2 separate regions of the Sus scrofa genome follow, and region 1 is linked to region 2. The links are chromatin contacts, called in public HiChIP or PLAC-seq maps. All regions are on one chromosome and are shown on one strand. The core of a region is the stretch at or near the end of the contact, and the rest is flanking DNA. Distances in the headings are between cores, read along the strand shown.

Evidence for each region. HiChIP or PLAC-seq counts read pairs in DNA pulled down with a chosen protein or histone mark.
Region 1: a contact with region 2 is called in an H3K27ac HiChIP or PLAC-seq map of alveolar macrophages. The contact joins two enhancer-like sites. A contact is called at or near these places in 2 of 2 datasets of contacts at active chromatin or transcription factors (alveolar macrophages and skeletal muscle).

The regions. Positions count from the first base shown.
Region 1 is chr8:116,709,767-116,717,497 of Sscrofa11.1, reverse strand. No RefSeq gene overlaps it. Among named protein-coding and RNA genes, the nearest start is that of TET2, 170 kb to the right of the region's middle. Within about 2 kb of position 4,332, at least 2 of the 83 cell types and tissues checked have an H3K27ac peak or open chromatin away from gene starts, as enhancers often do. A contact at or near this core is called in alveolar macrophages, where this site is marked.
Region 2 is chr8:116,449,656-116,456,475 of Sscrofa11.1, reverse strand. TET2 (methylcytosine dioxygenase TET2) reads left to right here. Exons shown (of 11, transcript XM_013978993.2): 4 at 292-382; 5 at 1,794-1,887; 6 at 2,531-2,739. Among named protein-coding and RNA genes, the nearest start is that of TET2, 94 kb to the left of the region's middle. Within about 2 kb of position 4,080, at least 3 of the 83 cell types and tissues checked have an H3K27ac peak or open chromatin away from gene starts, as enhancers often do. A contact at or near this core is called in alveolar macrophages, where this site is marked.

The DNA of each region.
Region 1 (7,731 bases), core at 3,083-5,582, 260 kb before region 2:
ATTTATCTCATTTGCCTATATGAACTGGAGGAAAAAGATCAGTCCTGGAGTTCCTGCTGTGGCTCAGCAGGGTAAGAACCCAACTAATATTCATGAGGAGGCAGGTTCAATCCCTGGCCTCGCTCAGTGGATTAAGGATCTGATGCTGCCACAAACTGTGGAGCAGGTCACAGATGCAGCTCAGATCTGGCATTGCTATGACACAGGCTGGCAGCTGTAGTTCCTACTCAACCCCTAGCCTGGGAACTTCCATATGCTGCACCTGCATATGAAAGTTTTTAAAAAGGGGGGGGATAAAATAAAGAAAAGGTCAGTCTTTTTATAAACATTTCAAGTGTAGAATGTTAAAATTATGTTGTGAAACTATTTTGTTGTATTTGCTGTTAAGCTGTTCTTGAAAAAGAGAGACACTGGTCTGTTTCATGCACTATACATTTGCCTGGTACAGTCAAGCACCCCATGCAAGATTCACATTCTATTTAATTAAGTGGCCAGGAATCCTCATCAATTATTAAATTCCCCTACATCTGGATATTTTATGTTCACCACAGTGAACATTAATATATTTTACTCAGTAATATTGTAAATTGTGATCTGCTAAATAATTTACTGTTTACAGAGACTATTTTGATAAATTATTACTGGCACTATTGCAGAGGCAGCCTGCAGATGTGAATTTTCATACATTTTCAATCATTTCTTGTATAACTATTTTGTACCTACTATGTGTAAGGTGCAGAGAAATAGAAGAAATGCCTGTAGAATAATTACCGGTTGGTGGCTAGGCTAAAATTTATTTTGACCACAGGCACATCATTTTCAATGTACAAATCCTAGCTGTCAAGACATGAAGTTTTCCTAGACATTTCCACTTATCTTTTATTAAGCACACTCCTCTAGCATCCAGCAAACATTGGATTCCTCCTGGCCCTTGGTTTAGCTTTCCTGCACACTGAATGTTTAGAGTCATTAGCTACTATCCTCCTCCCCACTTCTCAGCACATTAGCAGCTTTCCAGCGGGCATTGAATCTGTGTGATGGAGTCTAACCTGTTAACCACAGTGGTACAAAGTGACCAGGGAATTATCCCCCTAGAGAACAGGAGTTCCTTCTACCTCTAAGTCAATGATCATTAAAACCAACCAATACATGGTTAAGCTTAAAAAATCGCAAAGCTATAGGGACCTGCAAATTGCAATGGTGAAGTCACAATTAGCCAGCAATTAGGCTTACAGCTGTATTCACCCTTTCAATAATCAAGTCTACAAATGCGCCCACACGTCTTTCTGCTAAGCTTGATTGGGAAGGTTTCTAAAGCTTTCATTTTTATGCAGGTTTCTGAAACCAAGAAAGAAATGGCCTCTGAATGAAGTAATAAGGATAAATATTAGGAAACAGAAAGAATGATAATTTATTCACCTAACATACACCTAATTTTAGAAAAAATAGGGTATTGCCAAGTTCTATTTCCAAATGGAATATGCTTTGAGCCATCATAAAAATTTGGCTGCCAAAAGACTGTCTAGCTTAGTAAATAACAAACATGAATACCTCATATTTTAGGAATGCTTTCAGCTACAGGTAACAAACATTCTAACTAGAGTGGCTTTTTTAATTGGGGAGTAATTTTCTCCTATAGTGAGGAATCCAGAGTTACCGGTGCTGGACTGGTTCAGCAGATCAATCATGCCAAAGACCCTAGGACTTCCTTGACCTTTCCTTCAAAATTGGAGAAAGACTACTGCAGCTTCGACAATTTTATCCCCCTCCCACTGGAAAGAAGAAAGATGGAACAGTGAGAAGGGGTGATGCCAATATCTGAAAGTAAATATTATATCAGGAAGCTCTGAGAAAATGTTTGTTTCTCTTTGGCCATATTTTGGTACTGCTGGTCTAATAGTGACAAGAGAGAACAGAGACGTAGAGAGAAGAGAAGCATCTGCTGACATCTGGACACAGTCCTAATACTCATAACTGGGCCTTAATATTATTAAAAGTTAGGGCAGCACTCACAGTAGACCTTGGTATTCTCCTGTTGACCATAACAAGATTCCAAATCACTATCAGAGACCATGACGAAGTGAGAGAAACAAGGCAATTCTATCATATTCTAAGCAAAGAAAAAAAAGTCATTGTATAAATCACAAAAATGCCAAACATCTTTATATCCTGACTACTTTGGGGACCTGCTACTCCTTTCCCAGCTATAGCTTTAGCCTCACTTTATTTTGTCCACCTTATAAATTGTTTTAAGTATCCAATCATAGACTCTTCCTCAGTTACCCCAAGAGCATGTAATCTAGAACAATGCCACTGTTTAAAGCCTCTCCAGAAGTCATCTAACATGGGTCCCAATCCTACTATAATTCTTTCCAACACCTTCTACTAAAATGCCCCACATTGCCCATGGTGTGTGGGCTGCTTCTTCATATCCAGTAATAAATCCAGGTTGTTCAACTACAGGTGTATTCCTGGTGGTCTTTAGCTGGAAGACATTGAAGACTCAGTCAACCAAACAATGTGGTATCACCATGCTGTTCCATTCTAGTCTAATTAAAATGATGCACCTTATAAGTCATGCTTCAACATCTTCAACTAGAAAAGGAGGCAGGACAGCGTGAACAGAGCTCATGAGGAAGAACCAAGGAACAAAAGTTCTAATCTCTGTCCAGTTAACTAGTTAAGTGACCCCCAGGTAAGTCTCTGAAGGACAGGAAAGGAACTGACCTCACAATAGTCTAAGTGAACCAGTTAACATTAATGGTGTTTGACACAGCAAACCTAGAGCTCAAAGATTTTGAGTCTATTTTCCCAGGCTTCTAACTCTCAAGTCTAATGGTTTTCCACGACACCAAGTTTTAATTTCTTCCTCTGTGAACTAACTAGGTTTTTGGACTAGCACTTTCAAGGTCCTTTCTGTTTACTATTCCAGGACACTGAACAATGAATTGTATTGTTTACATCTATTCTTTTTTAATCCCACCTGATCTGTAGATGACAGGCGCAGGAACAATGTGAGATGACATATGCTTATGGAGTTTTGAATTAGACCAAACCTTCTTTTTAAAGACCATTAATCATGAATTTCAGCTACCATTTGAACTTCCAAGGCAAATGAATTTTCAGTTCCTTGTAATTTAAAATATGACTACTTCACTTAAGGAGTTGTGTGAGGTCCTGTACAAAGAGGGACTGAGAAAAGTAAAGTCTTGACAATAAATGTAGGAAAGCAACTAAGCATATTCTTTTTTCATATCCAGCATTTAGTGTACTTTAACATTGACATAGTCAAGTGGGAAACCTTTACAGGCTAGTAATAGACAAATATAAGAAAATATAATGACAGATAATTAAATAAGGACAAATGTAAAATTATATGTTATGTCAGCAATTTAGGAAAAAAAAATTTTGGCCACATCCACAGCAAGCAGAAGTTCCTGAGCCAGGGATTAAACCCACACCATGGCAGCAGCCCAAGCAACACTAGTTGACATTACTGGAGGAGGGTCCTTAGCACAACCCAACCATATTGGCATTCTGGTTTCAAATATCCAGCCCTCAGAACTGTGAGGAATAAACTTCTGTTGTTTATAAGCCATCTGGTCAATGATAATTTGTCAGAGCAGCCCAAACTAAGACAGGTATAAATACAATTTTAGAGACTCAAATATCCAGTAGTTATCTCAGACTATGGAATTATGGGTGGTTTTCTTTTTTTCTTTTTGTTTAACATTTTTCCAGACTTTTGACCAAGAACTTCTATAAGAATTTTAAATATATTAACTGAAGTTTTGAAACAAATGCTAATAGATCTAAACCAGCAACAATGACCCATTCAGTATTTCAAATACTGAAATAAAAAAAAAAGCTCAACTGTCCTTTTAAAAAACTAAAAAACCCAAGATAAAAGACAAGTCCTCTCCATGTCATGAGGTAGCTCACAGATGCCAAGCTAAAGGGCCATTTCTGTCCTGAGAACCACAAATAGCCTTTTCATAAGGGATTTGTTTTTCAAATAATTGTTTTAATTCTCTGCCTTCACATTTAGGAATCTAGCTTAAAAGTAATACTGTATGACTAAACAAACTTAAATTTTTAAAAAGCAAAATTATTTATCTTGTAAAACTTTCCATTTTGCAGTGTGAGCTATATGAACTTCTGAGAATTATAAAAGCGACGTGTTTACTTAGAATATTTGCTTTAACATGTTGCATTTCTATTTTATTTTTAAACCAGTTCCATGTTGCAAACGAACAATTGTGCAATGATATTTAGAGAAAGAGAGCGAGATGGTATCATAGGAGGAGTTTGTTTTCGGTTCTTCTTTTTCCCTTGAGCATTTTTTTTAAAACAGGAAGGACTAGTAAATACCGTCAAAAAGTGTGTGCCTTATTTAACTACTGTGTTAATGGTATAAATTTAAATCCTACTGAAATGAGAAGTTGAAGTACTAACTTGCCCATTACAATAGCTACCTCATATTGGCTACCAATTGTTACTTAGGTTCTTTAATAAATACTATCTTATTTTATCCTCACAGCCACCTTTTCAAGCAGATATCTTATCCCCATGTTACAGATGAAGAAACTGAACAATTTAGTCATCCAAATTCATGATTCTGAAAAACCTTTAAAGACTTGGGAAATACCCACAATATAAAATTTTGCATATGACCGATGAATCTGAATATGTTAATTGGTATCCTCTTCCTCAGCTTGAGATACAAAGTGACTTTGCACTAAAATTTGAAAGTACAGAAGTTCTTGTTGTGGCTCAGCAGGTTATGAACCCGACTAGTATCCATGAGGATGCAGGTTTGATCCCTGGCCTTGCTCACTGGGTTAAGGAGCTAGCATTGCCATGAGCTATAGAGTAGGTAGCAGATGTGACTCGGATCCCACATTACTGTGGCTGTGGTGTAGGCCAGCAGCTGCAGCTCTGATTTGACTCCTAGCCTGGGAACTTCCATATGCCACAAGTGTGGCCCTAAAAAGCAAAAACAAAAACAAAAAATAAAAACCAAAAACAAAACCAAAAACCAAAACAAAAACTTCAAAGTACAACTTCAAGTTTCCCAGTCTATTTTTTAATTCTTCCCCCCAGTATGTCCAAGTATTCCCACAGTGCTTATTCTGCCCAAAAGATCAAACTTGTTGGTTCTAGTCTTGCCCCTAGATCCAAAACAAAATGTTTTTTCTTAGGTTGGAGGTCCCCCTAATGACCTCTCTCGATGCTGATTGTTCCAGAACCCACTTCTATATTGCCATTCAATGCTAGAGACCTGGTAGCTGTGCCTGATGCCTCCAGAGTGGCCCGTGGTCCTGCTCACCACCATGGCCATTGGTGGAGCAAAGGTCACCCACAGAGATGGGTGTGCACCAAGACACCTACACCTTTTCTTGGCCAGAACTTCCAGCTCAGACTTTGGCCCAGGAAAAGGAGTTTTTAAGTATGAGGGAGGATACCCTGTATCAAACCCAGCTTGAACTCCCCAAGTTGCAGCTCTTGGGGTTCATGCACAGACCCAATTCCATTTCAAAGTAGATAGAGTTCCAAAGGTTCAGTGTCAAGCTACTTGTAGACCCAGAATCAACCTTCCCTTGATATGTTTTCCCATCCACTAGTGTACCTTAGCCACATCCTCTTGATGTATCCTCACTGCACATCAACATTTCTTTGCACTTCATTGACATCTGGACTTGGTCAGCATCATGCTGGTCCATCCTGCAGGTTTTAATAGCTTTTAAACTAAAAGATAAACTATCTTGAGGCTGATGTTTGCTCTAAGGAAGTCCCTCTGTTCCTATGTAACATCTATGTAAAAAAGCTGCCCAACTTTCTTCTGGCAGAATCTATGCTCTGTGTGCCAAGAGATATGCCAGGGAGGGTCATTTGACTATCCCCACTGTCTTGCATGCCTGAACCCAGGGCACTTGGATAAAACAGTCCTGACACAAAGTTATGGATGGATAGATGGATGGATGGATAGGTAGGTTCACTAATGTGCACAGAAAATGGACTAAAACTAAATAATTCCATGAGGGCAACACAGAGCACACCTCCAAGAAGAGCCAGTTACATGGATTTCACTGAGAAAAATACCCCTTTTGTTGCCTCATTCTGTGATTCTGACGGCTATTATCCCTCAGTGGGTTGAATGAAATTAGGTGATTTTATTTGCTTAGATACGTGAGATGCTACCTTAATGATTCCATATTTTGCTTTTCTATTCAAATACCAGAATGTTTTCACCCTGCTAACTCTTGGAAGCAAATACCAGCACGTACCCTATGGAGGATGAGGTCACCTGAGAAAATCATGGATACTTTGAAGGCTAATAATGGTTAATGGATTTCCCAGGGTTAGAAAGATGGACACAGTTGTAGATCATACTAGGCAGACATCAATCTTATTCCAAAATTTTGGGGGGCTTTAGTCCTTTCAAAAAAATTGATCTGGGGTTGGGGGAGTCAAGGCAATGGCCACTAAGAACTGTAAGCTTTAGACTCCGATTAGAGGCAACCTGGATTGAAATCAACACTCAGATGCCTCATGGGCCCAAACCAGAAGCAAGGGCAATAAGAGCAAAGCTCTCCTCAAGTGTCAAAAGATGGTAGTTGTCCTGAGAGAGACAATCAGATTTCGGAGCCACAAGGGTACAGCCAGAAATAATGGCAGCGAGAACAACTAAGATAGAATCAATACCAGGGCTCTTCCTTCTTGAGTCTGAAAAGCTAAAGGACAATGAGGAGAAAGAGAACCCTAAGGGAGAGAGAACTAGATCAGCATATGAACACTTGACCCACCTTTCGTTTAATCTGGAAAAATGAGACGTATGTAGCCATGCACAGTCATCATGTCTTCATGCTTTTATCTCACAAGTTATCTGAAATGGGCATGTATTATGGTTTTTTAAATTAATGTTACTAGGTTAAAACTATTAAAATAATGAATTGCCTTAACTAGATATTCACTTACATATGTCAGTTCAGTCATTAAAGAACATACTATTGGTTTAAAGAAAGGAAAACATACTAATAAATTCAGGCCACAGAGAGGTCATATGGAAAATTTTACTTCAATGTACTGGAAGAGATGAGATGCTACTAGAATGTGCAGAGGAGAGAGAGAGGCAAAACCCCCTAAGAGCAAAGATTGCTTGAAGACATGTTGATCCTGATAATGTTACACATCCCCTCATCTCCTGCAGGAAAGGTTTAGGCAGGGAGGATGTAAATAGTTTCTTCTTTTGCTTTTTAGGACTGCACTCGCAGCATATGGAAGTACCCAGGCTAGGGGTCAAATCGGAGCTATAGCTGATGGCCTACACCACAGCCACAGCAACGCAGGATCCTCGCCACATCTGTTACCTACACCACAGCTCAAGGCAATGCCAGATCCTTAACCCACTGAGTGAGGCCAGGGATAGAACCTCATCCTCATGGATCCTAGTCAGGTTCATTAACCACTGAGCCACAAAGCGAACTCCCAGTTTCTGTTTATTAAATGACTGGTCCCATTTCAAGTATGTCTGAAGATTTCTTCTTGAGAACATTTATAATAATAACCACCAGCACCACTGCCCTCCTCTTTCCCAGGGTCGCTTTGGAGATACACCCCACTTATGTTGGTGTCAAAGAGAGACTCTGTTTTTAATTAAGAAAAAATGTTCTTCAACTTTATTTTATATCCTTTTATCTTAGCTGGTCATGTTAGAATCCAGGTGAAACC
Region 2 (6,820 bases), core at 2,831-5,330:
CCCTCTTTTCCTTGTTTAGTTCCACTTACTTGGTTTAAAATAATTCCTTATCCCATATCTGAAATGTAATTTAATATATTTTTATCCAACAGGCAGCATGTACATATACTTAATTATTTGGCACATTTTCTAATAGATTAGTTCATCAATTTACTCATTTTAAAGAAAAAAAAATGTTTAAAGTCACATTTAGGGCCCTTAATGTGCAGTTGGGGGATAAGCTTTGTGGATGTAGCCTTTATATTTAGTATAATTGAGGTCTAAAATAATAATCTTCTATTATCTCAACAGAGCAAATTATTGAAAAAGATGAAGGTCCTTTTTATACCCATCTAGGAGCAGGTCCTAATGTGGCAGCTATTAGAGAAATCATGGAAGAAAGGTAATTAACGCAAAGGCACAGGGCAGATTAACGTTTATCCTTTTGTATATGTCAGAATTTTTCCAGCTTTCACATACAAAGCAGTAAACAATTGTAAATTGAGTAATTATTAGTAGGCTTAGCTATTCCAGGGTTGCCAACACTACACACTGTGCTATTCACCAGAGAGTCACAATATTTGACAGGACTAATAGTCTGTAAGCTGGCACAGGCTGCCCACTTTGAGATAGATGCCAGAAAACCCAGGCACGAACAAGAACCAGTCAGCCAGCGTGCCAGGGACAAGAGTGCTGGCACAGGCTGCAAAGAGAGGCCCCTCTGGCTTTCCCACTCATGATAAAGTGTCAAAAAGGAAAGAAGAGAAAAGGTGGTATGAGAAAGGAACCCTTGAGTTAAATCCACCAAGAGTTGTGAAGGAGTCGTTATCTCTATGGAAGCTATCCATTAGTATGAGCAGAGGGCAAGAGTGATATGCTGAATAGAAATAGAGACAGATTCTATTCATAGCTGCATTTTTTTTTTTTTTTTACTATCACAAGTATTTACCTGAATCTACACAGTTACTCCTGCATGTAGAAGACTCTTTTGAATGAGATAATCAATGCAGAGAGAGACTTTCATATAGATATCCATAGCTCTGAGCTGTTACTATGCTAGGGTAGCTTTTCTTTAAGAGGTAGGCAGTGTTAGCATTAAAATACACCAAAAGACATTCTAGGCAGCAGGGACATATTCCATGTCATTCTTGCCCCATTTCCAAATTACTCATTTCTACATTAGCACATAGAAATTCACTAAACAATCATCCAGTAGCCTGGCAGAAATAGTGAATTTCCCTCAGTGCCCATTTTTATTAGCAAATAGTAAGTAGTGCCTTGGTCATAATGGAATATATAATCTATTTCTAGAATTATCCTATATTCTCAAAATTCCTGGATACTAGTTATTTGCCAGCCTTTTTTTAAAAAAAAATGTGAGAGATTCTTAGAGGGACAGTTCTGGCTAAAATCTACTATGATTCCCCAAGTTTTAAAATAGCTAAATTTAGTTAAGGACAAATCAAATAGTACATATCTTAAGAAGACTGAATTTAACAAACTAAAAAATTTCATGCTTTGTGAAATTATGTATAAAAATAAGCTTTCCCATTATTTTCACCCAACATATAATTTCAAAATGGTTCGTTACAATTATCAGTATATTTTGATACTAAAGAAATACAAGGCTTAAAGTCTATTATCCAGTTTGCTTGGCTTAGATCTTTTTTTTTTTAAGTAAACTATTCATTTCTCAGGATGTGGTCATAGAATAAAATTATGCTCAAATGTTCAATATTTTGGTTGCCTCATAGATTCATTTGCTAATTTTATATGTGTGTGTGTGTGTGTGTGTTTCTGTGGATTTCTTTAAGGTTTGGACAGAAGGGTAAAGCTATTAGGATTGAAAGAGTCATCTATACTGGTAAAGAAGGCAAAAGTTCTCAGGGATGTCCTATTGCCAAATGGGTAAGTGTGACTTGACAAGGTCTTTGGTCTTCAGTCTTGTGCATTTTGATTCATTGATCTAACCTCAGAATTGGGTGACCCAGGTCATAGAGTCATTTATGCCGGCTGAAAGAAGTCTTGCTTATATTTATTTTACCACGTGTTATCTCTCAAGAAAAAGGCAGATTAGTTTAAAATCATGTAAAAACTATATTTAACTGTAATTAAATTGTGAGGCAGAGGTCTGTTCACATGCCTGCTAAAAGTATAACTGCCTGGCATGTGAAGAAGAGGTCCTTTATCCTTTAAATACCTGCAGTTAATCTTTATATTGTCATTTATGAAGACCTTGAACTTTAAAGACCTGCCTGTCTTCCCTCTCACTCTGGCTCTAATGCAGAGGCACTGCCCCACTGTGCTGGGTAGAGCCTACTACACACCGAGGACTTTGGCATCTGTCCCGGTTCTGACCGCAGGTTAAGCCCCCACTTTCAGAGATGGGCAGCAAAAGGCAAGTTGCAGGTGCTGGGAAATGTGGCCCTAATTGTGACCCAGACATGAGAAAATAGGCAGACATCAATCAGTGCTCTCACCTGCTGCAAGTGACCCTTGTTTTGTTTTGGTTGGGGTGGGGGGTGTTGGGGTGGAATGGTGACCCGAACAGGTGGTTCGCAGAAGCGGCAGCGAGGAGAAGTTACTGTGTTTGGTGCGGGAGCGAGCTGGCCACACATGTGAGGCTGCAGTGATTGTGATTCTCATCCTGGTGTGGGAAGGAATCCCCCTGCCTCTGGCTGACAAACTGTACTCCGAGCTCACCGAAACACTGAGGAAATATGGCACGCTCACCAATCGTCGGTGTGCCCTGAATGAAGAGTAAGTAAAGCCTGGCCTCTCCTCTCTTTCCGTGCTAGGTTTGAGGGCACAGTTAAACCTGCGTTTTTACTTGTTTCAAATAGGGATCAAAATGTCCGCTTCACAGTCATGTGATAGGAACTTGTTTTTCCTAATGTGGATAATTTGGGGTGATTTCATTTACTGATATTTTGTACCTTCAGAGAGTGTAGCTATTAGTTTGAAGTAGCTTACTGGAAATTTGAGTATTTGTACCCACAAACTCAACCTTACTATATGCACTTGGAATTATTTGCATGTCTGCTTACTGTAAATGACAGCTCTTTTGTGTGCCTGGCCACCACATTTAGGAAGTATTGACACCACTTCTATGTTGCAGTATCTGAAACAGAAAATAAGTTTGGTGAGAAACTTTAGGATTCCCAGGTCCAGGACTTTACTGTATATGTAGCAAACATAAAAACACAAGGCCTGTAGAAGCGCTGTAGAAACAAACTTATTTTGACTTCATTTCAATCTAGTTTGTTATTTCCATTGTAATAATCAACATTACTTCCATTGAATAATCAAGAAATTAGTTGCTATGGATAGGCATCATTTTCCTGGAATATAAAACTTTGGAATAGGAGAGCAAGGGTTTTAATGTATCCAAGTGCTGGTATGGTTTGTTTTTGTTTTTGTTTTTTGGGTTTGTTTTTGGTTTTTTACCTCATCCACTTGCAGGCAGTTTATTCACTTGGAAAAAGCTTAACTTTTTAAATATAATTAAAAGACTATAGGAATAGTCAGTGTTACAGTGAAACCCTATATAGCTGTTTTACTCACGGTCAGTACCAAAATAATTTTAATTTTGCACTTCTTCCTTTAGTCTCCTTTCTTCTGCATCCACCAAACTACAAAGTAGTTTCTGAGCTTATGGACTTGTTATGCTACTCATTCTAAGAACCCACTGCTAACCAAATTTGTTCAATTGCTGATTATTACTCTAACTGGTATGGTTTTACTATTTGTTAACATAGGTTCTCCATCTCAGTTACTGGGAGGTGGGAGAGGGAGTTGCAAGTCAACTTTAAATAATCTGTTTAAGAAAGGTACTTTTCCTGTATGAAAGTGTGACTTGGCTTTCCATGATAGGTTACTTTGAGCATGTAACCTTAGTGCCATAAATCCACTTTACAAAACAATATGTTGGAGGGAGAAGTTGCTGATTCATAAGACAGGACTCAAACTTATGACTGACTGCTTTAGGTATAAAGTAGTTTCTTCTTTAAAAAAAAAAAAAGTGTATTTATGTGCCTTTAATCAGAAAGAAAATGAAAGTTAAGTCACCCTGAGCTGATTCAGTGGCAGCATTTTTCTTAGGAGTTAAGTGACACTGCCTTGTTTTTGTAAAGCAGACTTCCCCTTAGACTTGATGGCTAGAACTTTTAAACCACTAAAGAACTTAAGTGAGGATGACAGCTGTTGTTTTATTTAAATGTGTTTAAATTTAAATTTATTGAAGTTACATGCAGTATATTGTACATTCTTTGTAATTGATTTAATTATTATTAATATTATACATCTCTGATATTTTTTTCCCTTGAAGGCTTTTCTTTGATTCCTATAAATGCCATTGTCTGAAATAGAATCTGACATATAGACAGAAATTCTTTGTTGAGAACTCTCCCAAAGTACATTATTTTACATTTGAAAACCACTAATAATGATTGGACCAGGGTCTAACAAAAAAAATTTTTTAACTGATGTAAATAAGAAGCAAATACAAAACTATTAAAAGATGTGCTTCAATATTAAGACGCTTTAAAAGTCAACCTTTATATTTTTGCTTTGTCTAGAATTTCAAGGTGAAGAGTAATTATTTAGAAGAAGTTTTTGCCTTGGGCTACTCATACCTAGAGCAGTTCTCCAAAAAGAGAAATAAAAAATACTCTTGAGATACCTGATTCAGAGAGACATTTAACCAATGGCAAGAGAGACTTCCTTCACTCAGATACAGCTTTTGAAGTTTCTTCTCTCCCATAAAATAAATTTTATGTCTGGCAAAAGTTAAAATTATGATTTTGGGGCCAAGAGTGGAAGATAATCTCACATTGGGTCTGCTGACTCAGTTCAATGTTCAAAGTGGTGTGACCCTCATGACTGCGTTACTATAAATCCCAGTGCCCACATGCATCATAACCACCCACTGTGAGGCCAGAAAAGAACTCTGAGAGCATCTTGCAGTGGGAAAGTCAAAAGTGGATTTTACATTTCCTTTGAGCCAAGCCAGCTGTTTTCCCTTTAAAGATTTCCCTTTGAGATTTCCATTTTATGACTAAGTCTCACCAATACTTTTTGGCAAGTCAGAGTTGTGGGAGTGTATCTGTCATTATAGGAAAAGTCGAAGCCAGAAATACCCCTGCCATGCTGGTGATATTAAACTTTTAAAGAAACATTCTATTATAAAAAGTTTCAAATATACATAAATGGAGGAGTGAGTATAATGAATTCCCCTGGGCCCATTACCAACTTTCCATCTCCCTCCCTCACGACCTACACCCACTCCCACCAGTGTTTTAAAGCAGATAACTTATCACCTCACCTTTGTTCACTTCCGTGTGTATCTCTAATAATAGATAAAGGACTTTTTTTTTTTTTTAAGAAAACCTAATCACAGTGTTATCAATCATCTCAAAATCGACAGTGTTTCTGTAATATCATTTAATGTTCAGACCATGGTCAAATTCTCTACCCTATATGTGTATATATGAAGATATTGAGAAAAAGAAAGTCCATTCCTTGCATTTGATTGATGCTTTTGAGAAGAAGCTTTGAGTAGGTCCTAGCTCATGCCTATTGTCCAGCATAATTTTTTTTCTGTTTTATTTTTTTTAATTTTTTGTTATAGTTGACTTACAATGTTCTGTCAATTGCTGCTGTACAGCAAAGTAACCCAGTTAAACATATATATACATTCTTTTTTCCACATTATCCTCCATCACGTTCCATCACAAGTGATCAAATACTGTTCCTTGGGCTATGCAGCAGAATTTCATTGCTTATCCATTCCAAATGTAATAGTTTGCATCTGCTAACCCCAAACTCCCTGTCCCTCCTACTCCCTCCCCCTCACTCTTGGCAACCAAAAGTCTGTTCTCCATGTTCATGAGTTTGTTTCTTTTCTGTACATAGGTTCATTTGTGCCGTATATTAGTTTCCAGTTATAAGTAATAGCATGTGGTGTTTGTCTCTCTACTTCTGACTTACTTCACTTAGTATGAGAGTCTCTAGTTCCATCCATGTTGCTGCAAATGGCATTATATTTTTTATGGCTGAGTAGTATTCCATTGTAGATATGTACCACGTCTTCTTAATCCATTCCTCTGTCATTGAACATTTAGGTCGTTTCCATGTCTTGGCTATTGTGAATACTGCTGCAGTGAACATAGGGGCACATATATCTTTTTCAACGAATGCTTTGGATATATGCTCAGGAGTAAGATTGCTGGATTATATGATAGTTCTATATTTAGTTTTCTGAAGGTACCTCCATGCTGTTTTCCATAGTGGTTGTACCAGTTTACATCCCCACCAACAGTATAGGAGGGCTCCCTGGCATAATTATTGATAGAACTTTTTTCTGTTATCAAAAGTGTCCCCATTTGGAAGATAATGATTCACAAGCCTCTTTTTATTTTTTTTACTTTCTAAAGTATAGTTGATTTATAATGTGCCAATTTCTGCTATACAGAAAAGTGAGTTAGTCTCATAAATACACACACACACACACACACACATACATACATATATACATTCTTTTTTTATATTATTTTCCATCATGGTCTGTTCCAGGAGATTGGATATAGTTCCTTGTGCTATACAATAGGACTTTATTGTTTATCCTTCTAAATGTGATAGTTTACAAATTTACATCTACTAACCCCCAATTCCCAATCTATCCCACTCCCTCCCTCTCCCCCTTGGCAACCACAAGGCTGTTCTCTATGTCTGTAAGTCTGTTTCTGTTTTGTAGGTAGGTTCATTTGTGCTATATTTTAGATTCCACATATAAGTGATATCATCTGGTATTTGTCTTTCTCTTTCTGACTTACTTAGTATG